2 separate regions of the Mus musculus genome follow, and region 1 is linked to region 2. A link is a contact called in public Hi-C data. All regions are on one chromosome and are shown on one strand. Each heading gives the region's core, a stretch centred on a gene start, on an enhancer-like site or on the middle of the called end of the contact. The rest is flanking DNA. Distances are from core to core; before and after follow the strand shown.

Region 1 (4,229 bases), core at 1,084-3,583, 110 kb before region 2:
TCTGTTCCACTTTTGTCCCTGCATTTCTTTAAGACAGGAACAATTCTGAGTCAAAAACTTTGAAAGTAGGTTGGTGACCACATCCCTCCACTGGGAGCCCTGCCTATCTACTGGAGGTTGTCTCTTCAGGTTCTGTCTCCCCACTGTTGGGCATTTTGGCTAAGGTCATCCCCATTGAGTCCTGGGAGCCTCTGACATCCCAGGTCTCTGGAAGTTTCTAGAGGTCCCACCTACACCCTCTCCCACCCCTCAGCTGCATATTTCCATTCAGAGAGAAGGAGAGACCTGGGCGAGGGAGGAGTGGGGGAAGGGAAAAGGGGGACAGGATCAGATATGGGGGAAAGACAGGAGAGAAGCCCAGAGGGCCAGGAGAATGAATTGAAATAGTGTGTGTGTTATTAAAGAGAAAACACACAAACACCTATGTCCTGTATGTTTAAAACAATTATCTGCTACTTGGAAACGATTTTAACATCAAAAGGTTCAGTACTTAAATGAAGCCACCCCATTGCTATTACTTTGCAAGCTGTTGCGGAGAAGAAAAACCACATTGGTTAATTGCAGTAATTTGGACAATTGTTTTTCATGAATGGATTTCTTAATAGAGCAACTGCTGTGTGTTTGTATTGTGCTGTGGGGCTTGGGGAGGTGAGACACAACTAAGAAGGATAAACCTCTTTGGTTCTGAAATTATTTTATGTAAGGAGCATGACAAAATTTAGTAACTCACTGGAGACACAGAGCTAACCCTGTTTTTCCTCAATCAATGGCAGGAGTAGGTGTGAGTGAAGCTACTACTCAGGTGTCTCTCACCCGGACAGACCCAGTGCCTAAGCCAACCTTGATGACCTGATCTAGGCTCCAAGGCAGAAAAGATGACAAACTCAGACATACAGAAAACATGTACTGGCCTAGAGAGATGACTCAGCACCCAGGGGCCTTTCCCAGCACACACATGATGACTCACTCATGTCTGTCTGCAACTCCAGTTCCAGACCCCCTGATGCTCTCTTCTGACCCCTACGGGCACTACACTCAAGCATGACACATAGATATACATGCAGCCAAAATAGCCATTCACATAGAATAAATTAATTAATAGAAAAAAATTATTGAAATATTTGGGGAAACATCCAAATTTCTTCCAGAGGTCCTAGCATGAAGAAAATGAAAAGTGCGATTGCCTCTCACTTCCTTAGTTCTTAAGCAAAAATAATGACTTTGATTTGAATCCATAACTGCATAAAAGTAATTAGAGTTTTTAGATATATCACTAGATTAATTTACTTAGTTTGCATGTGCTTGCACATGCATTCACAACGCAGGTGTGGTGGTGCCAGTACAACGTGTGGCGGCCGGTTCTCTCCTGCCATGTGTTTCCCAAGAATAGAACTCAGGTCCTCAGACTTGGTTACAGGTTTCTTTACCTGCTAGGTATATCACCAACTAGATCTTGAGTTGGCATCTTTGGTAAGGAGAATGGCAAGCCTGTTTGATAGTCTCTTAGCACTTGACAGTCAGCAATACCAACAATAGCTATTATTCCCAAAGTACGACATCTTCAAATTAATGAATACATACAGTTGAAGTTTTGGTTTTGCAACTTCTTCTTCTTTGTCATACAGTGCCCAAAAGAAAACACTGGTCCAAACTCCCTCACTATGAGGGTATTCACCATGAGCCTGCGTGAATTACAGAAACTTCTTAGATTCAAACTCTGCTCCTCTTCCCTCATATAAAATTATTCCTCTCTCTCCTTTCATAGTGAAGTGCTCTGTAGAAGTCATGACATGACCGTTGTGTTACTTATAAAATATAGAACTAATGAGAGAAAGGCCACATATTTAATCTCTGGGTGGGCTACTTAACTCTGTTATGGTACATGACCACACACTTTATCTTAACTAGGGACTTGGATCTAGCAAAATATCAATTTGGTTCAAATTTATTCCAGAAAATATTCCAATGCTCTCATTTTATTCCGGGTCAGTGGTTTTCAAAAATATAGGTTTGGTTTCTGTTCAGAAGTTCTCACTGGGTTTTAAAACAACTGAAAAATGTTAGCATTACTCCTCTGTAAACGATGAGCAGTTCAGCTCAAGGCTCATTTAATCAGATGTCCGTTCCAACTTTGAGCATAAGCTGAGTTTAACGGTTGGCCATGACTAATTCTCAGGTTCCAAACTTACAGCAGACACATCAGCGATGGATGTTCTATAGCCTTCTCAACAGCACCACCCATTGAGGACCAAGTAAGTGTCTAAATACACACAACTACAGTGGTATTTCTCCTCCACATCGCTGCGGAGGGAAACTACAAAGGGACGTAATGGAAACATTTAGGAAGTGGAACCTCGCTAGAGAAAGTATAGCACTGAGCACTGGCTTTGAGGTTTTACAGTCTGGTCTTGATTCTCATTCTCTCTCTGCTTCCTGTGTGTAGATGAAATGAGAATAACCAAGTCCCAGTCCTCGCCCCTGCACCCCTCCACCCCCTTCTTTTTCTGCCTTGTCTCCACCACCCTGTACTCTACCCCTCCGGGATTGTGAGTCAGAAGCCAACTGGTTTTCCTTTAAGCTGTTTCTCCTTGGGGTATTTTATCAGAGCCACCGTGGGGGCGGATAACTAATAGATCATAGCTCTCAGACAAAACGTAATTGGTAGTGGCTAAGGAGCAAGCAAGTGCAGCTCAGGGACAGAGACGAGAGCTGGACATCTCTGCGCTAGAAATAGATGTGGCTTGTAAGAGCAGAGGTTTGGGTGCCGTTCCCTAAGGGGTCCCCCTGTATCTACCAGAAAATCAGATCTTGAGAGGCACAAAGACACTACCCATTATGATAATCAGATTTTAAGTTGAGTCAGGAGGGAAGAGACAGTTATGGTTTAAAACCAAATAGCCTTGTGACGCTTAAATGGTCTCATATTTTCCAACTCAAAGAGGAAAACATTTCCTTGCATATTTTTTCAACTCTTAAAAACCTCTTCCTATTTTCTCATAATAGAACTTTCTTGATGGTTGGTGAAGAAAGGGGCTGTCTGTGTGACACTGTCAACCTGTAGTTGACAGTGCCCATTTCATGACTAGATCATGCCATGCCTGTAACCAAATACAACTTTACAACATTTTGAAACTATACAGCTTAAAGCTCTGTTAAGAAGTGTTCACCCACATCTAGTAGAAATGAAGGGAGCCCCCCCCTCCTTCCCATAGACAATGGAGCTTTTCCTCCTCTCTGGGGAGATTTTTTATGAGCATCCTGACATCTATGGAGGTGTTTTAAAGCCTCTGACATCAATGATGTTTTCTTTCCCATGAACCCTCAGGAGATCATTTTTATTGCCCAGTTGAATAAAGTGAGGGTCACAGAGAGCAAGTGGCTTATCCAAATCACACAGATCTGAGGTAGATATATTCTGACGCTGTTCAAGGTCAGCTGACTCTACTTTCTAGGCACTGTTCTCTCTCTCTCTCTCTCTCTCTCTCTCTCTCTCTCTCTCTCTCTCTCTCTCTCTCTCTCTCTCTCTCTCTCTCTCTCCCTCTCCTCTCCTTCACACAATTGGCAAGAATAGCTATTCATGTGTTAGTCGTTGATCTTACTGTGCCTGTTTTACTCTGTTTTGTGGAATCAGTAACCCACGTCCTGAGAACAACGCATGACTACCCCATTAGTAAATTTGTTAATGTGGACATGCTGTGCTCAGTCACGAGGAGGCTAACTCAATTATCTTCCTTTTGATTGGTTTTTGGTAGGGATGCAGAGGATTTGTGCTTGTGGTTAGCTTTACAACATGTTGTAAATATCAATAAACTGCATATTAGCTGTCTAAAAGGAGCCTTGGTATTTCATATGCTTGTGAAGAAATGGAAATTTCAAGCTATATTAATACTATTAGTTTAGCTCTGAAAGCCACAACCATGCAGCCACCAAACAGCTCCTTTAAGATGTGAAAGTTTATGAATGAAATAAAGATATATGTATGCATGGAATTATCAAACAGTAGGAGTCACTAAAACGTAGCTTTTGTACCCTTAGTAGCTTGAGGAAGCCATGTAAGAGTGCATTCTTGATTAGTTTGAGACAGGGTCACATATAGTCCGGGCTTGAATCCTCTGCATAGCAGAGGCTGGCCTTGAACTCCTGGTCCTTCTGTTTTTCTCTCTTCAGTGCTGAGATTGCAAGTATTCACCACTATGTTTAGCTAATAGAACATTCCAGTAGTAAGTGAT
Region 2 (3,724 bases), core at 886-3,385:
TGTGTGTATCTGTGTATGTATCTGTGTGTTTGAGAGAGAGGCAGAGAGAGAGAAAGAGAGAGAGAGAGAGAGAGAGAGAGAGAGAGAGAGAGACTTTGAAATAACTTGTAATTTAGTTACATTTTGAATTTTAAAAGCAGAAAAGATTGGCCAGCTATCTGAGGTAAGCTGTATAAGATTCCATTTCTAAAATAGTGATAAAATTCTTTAATGACGTTTCAGAGTAATTTGCACCAAAATTTGTTAGTTTCATTTTACTTTCTTAGAAGGAGTAATTATAAGACTAAATGAAAACACACATGAACGAAAACTCCTGACAAACCAGAATAGTATTTCCAGGGAGAAATGATGTCTAAATAAGATGGCTTCCATATCCCCATGTGTTATAATATTGCAAATATTTATGCTCAAGGTTTGCATCTGTGTGAGGAAAATAGAGTCATGAGGAGAATCAAACAGTTGTTATTACTCTTTGGTTTGTGTTTTAAAGACACACACGCACGTGCAGACACACACACATCACATATATTTCCTTTTTGTGTCTGGCCGTTTTTGATATAGAAGACAGTGTCAGGGGACTCTCTGGGACTAAAGTTATATACAGATGTTCAAATTATAACACTGAAACATGGGAACAGTTTTGTTCCCATCCTTAGAGACTGGCCCTGGCTCTCTACGTACAAACTGATGTACTCAATTCCTGATTTTTTTTTTTTTTTGGTTGAATTGTCCACATGCATTATAGCAGTTGAGGGATTTTATTCTCATATCTAAACCTGTTGTCAGAAACAACTCTTGCCTTGTGCCCTGTGTTTTGTTCAATGTGAGGTGCCTGAGTTCCCTGGGCAAGCACTCATTGTTCAACTGGATCACCAGTCTACAGAGAAAGCAGCTCTGTGACCAGGCTGAACTGGCTGACTAAGGAGCAGAGATATGAAGCTATTCCAGGGGCAGAGAGAGAGAGAGAGAGAGAGAGAGAGAGAGAGAGAGAGAGAGAGAGAGAGAGAACTATGTAAAAGTAAAAGCAAAGGAAAGTGGGGGGAGGAGCGGGGAGGGTTCGGCAGCCAACAGCTTCGATGGAGAAAGCTAAGTTCAGAACCAGTCATCCAGATTGGTCTGCGGCTGCTCACAAGAACAGTAAGGTTTTCCTTCCTTCTCTCTGAGTGGGAACAGTGTCAAGACAGGCATTTGTACATGATCGTTGCAAAGGGCAAGCAGAATAGCTCAGTGGGTAAAGAGCTTGCCAGGCAAACGTGAGGACCAGAGTTCAGATCCCCAACCCCTTAGTAGAAAAGTCAGGTGTGGTGTCATTCTCTGCCCTGAGGAGCAGATCTAGGCAGGTGCCTGGGGCTTATAGACCATTTAGACTCATTGGTGAATTCCAGCGCCCATCGAGGAGGGAATTTGTCTCACAAATCAGAGTGAAGGATGCCTCGCCACCTCCCAGTGCGGAAACATGTTGCCACGTTATACAAACCGTCCCTTTCTCTGCCTGTCCATGTGGTTCATCTGCCCTGTGCATCTCAGAACAAAGAAAAAAAAATCTTGCAGGCTGGTTGTAAAGGTTTTGTTCACAGAGGCTGGCCCCAGGGCTAAATGGGTGAGTCCTGCCAGCCACCAAACCTAGCCTGTATACCTGTATACACGTGCAGCATTTCTCTAAGCAAACTGTTTCCTTAATATGGTAAAATCTGCGGCAGCCAAGGGGAAAAACCTGTGATCTCAGAACCCAAAACTGATGACGGAGTCACAGCCCCATATTCCTGAAAAGCACTCAGGCTTTCTTTCTGATCAAACCAGAAGCAAGCAGGAGAGCTGGGGGATGGGGGCGTGCTGTTCACCGCTCACTCTCAACAAACTCTTTCTCCCGTGAGGCAGAGAGCACAGTGGTTTAATTCACAGCTTCTGGGGCTTTTAAAAAATACTAAACCATTCAAAAGTTTTCTATACTAACCAGCGTATCTAAAGATCCACAGGGATAAATAAACGCGGTGAGCTGGCAGGGGCCTTCGGTGGCATAATGACTGCTGGTTATAAACAGTAAACAAGATATAATCAGCAAGCACAGACGACTGCCCAGTCACGCGGGGCATAAATCATTAGCCGAATGACTTCAGCAGCACTGTCTCCGAAGCAAAATTAAGCCGACGGTTCCCCCTGTGGCAATAATGAAGTACTGTAATGCTGGCATAAATAAATAAGTAACCCAGAGAAGAAGGCTTTGTTGTGCCTTGGAAATGATCGAAGGTTAACGTCTCATAAATAACTGTGTAGCGCAGCTCTCATCTCGGGGAAGCCCTTTGCAGGGGTCAGGAGTTAGGGAGGACGTTGTTGTCTACTCCTGTAGACATGGAGATAGGCACGGTGCCTGCTCCCACAGTCCCTGCAGCTAGCGTGTGCTGTAGGTAGGGCATGGAGTCGCTGACATATTACCAATCTCAAAATGACAAATTTCTCTCTACTGTAAAGGCAGATATCATTCACTGATTCAGAAAGAGCCAAAGAAATGCTAAGCAGAACACAGGACAGAGAGAGGACAAACCTCTAGCTGGCCAGGGGCTCTCAAGCTAGATTGCCAACGACCTGAAAGGGAAAAATTTTCAATTCTGACTTTGGCCACAGGACCCAGCCATATGTCTTCCACATTCATTTTGCTGAGTGCCAAAGTTCATTTAAAAAAAAAAAAAAAAAGAAAGAAAGAAAGAAAAAAAGAACTGGCTAATCACTTGTTCCTCTTGGATAAGTGAACTTGGCTATGGGACGTGATCACACAAAAAGACTCCAGGGAACATCTTGATCCCTGGCTGTGCTGACTCAATATCTTGTATTTCTCACTCCAATTTCTTTATCTGTTTTACGAAGTCAATATAGCTTTATCACCATCTCTGAAAAGGAGAGATCTGGGCGAACTGCTGTGAGCTCGCTGACTTGTAAACACAGCCACATTTGTATCTTTTCACAGTGCTGGGCTTTATTAAATAACAATCAGCTAGGTTGGTTTTATTGGCAACATTTGTCAAGGAGTCCCAAAGTCTCCAGGTAGCTGGCTGAAGAAATAGGTTCTTTTATTCTAAGCTCAGATCACACATTACAACAGCAATTATACCACACACACACACTACACAGTAAATATATCAATACTATATAGACATAAAACTTATGTTAGGTTACACATGGCTACCACTGCAGAATTCTACACTGTACAAATAGCAAACAGAGAGAACAGTTAAAACAGACTGTGTCACCAGTGAAGGCAAATCAAGCTGAAGACCCTGGGATGCTGGAATGTTCCCTGCCTGTTGTCCCTTTAAAGCACACACAAGGTATCAGGTGACAGATCAGCAGAGTCACCACTGTACATGGCAGTATTATATGTTCCAGGTGAGGAAGTTTCCTCTTTCCTAAGGCTGGGTGCTTTCCTGATATGATTGAAATAAGCTCATGTGCTTAGATCATCTCAATGTACCTTAATTACATATGGTAGCATGTTTTCTCCTTCCAGGAACCAATCATTCATCAGCCTGTGCCTCATTGGCTGACAGAGCGAGCCATTTGTATGTACACTGAAGTGCGCAATCATCCTTCATCTTCAGTCTGGATTCAAAAGCTGCAGGTGAAACAGTCTCTCTCAAGGCAGGGCACGGACCACTGTTTTGCACAACATGGGGTGACTGGAGTGGGGCCGAGCCTGATTCAACACTGGCTTAGTGTCTTTTTCAAATGT

Evidence for each region. Hi-C and Micro-C count contacts between places; a contact is called where the count stands out from the background.
Region 1: a Hi-C map of the N1E-115 cell line shows a contact between it and region 2, with 34 times the contacts expected there. The contact joins two enhancer-like sites. A contact is called at or near these places in 7 of 484 Hi-C or Micro-C datasets (the AML12 cell line, the G1E-ER4 cell line, the N1E-115 cell line and 4 more) and 1 of 115 datasets of contacts at active chromatin or transcription factors (craniofacial prominence).

Annotation. Positions count from the first base shown.
Region 1 is chr1:186,286,050-186,290,278 of GRCm38.p6, reverse strand. No RefSeq gene overlaps it. Among named protein-coding and RNA genes, the nearest start is that of Gm35341, 120 kb to the left of the region's middle. Within about 2 kb of position 2,333, at least 12 of the 459 cell types and tissues checked have an H3K27ac peak or open chromatin away from gene starts, as enhancers often do. A contact at or near this core is called in the N1E-115 cell line, where this site is marked.
Region 2 is chr1:186,181,207-186,184,930 of GRCm38.p6, reverse strand. No RefSeq gene overlaps it. Among named protein-coding and RNA genes, the nearest start is that of Gm35201, 45 kb to the right of the region's middle. Within about 2 kb of position 2,135, at least 99 of the 459 cell types and tissues checked have an H3K27ac peak or open chromatin away from gene starts, as enhancers often do. A contact at or near this core is called in the N1E-115 cell line, where this site is marked.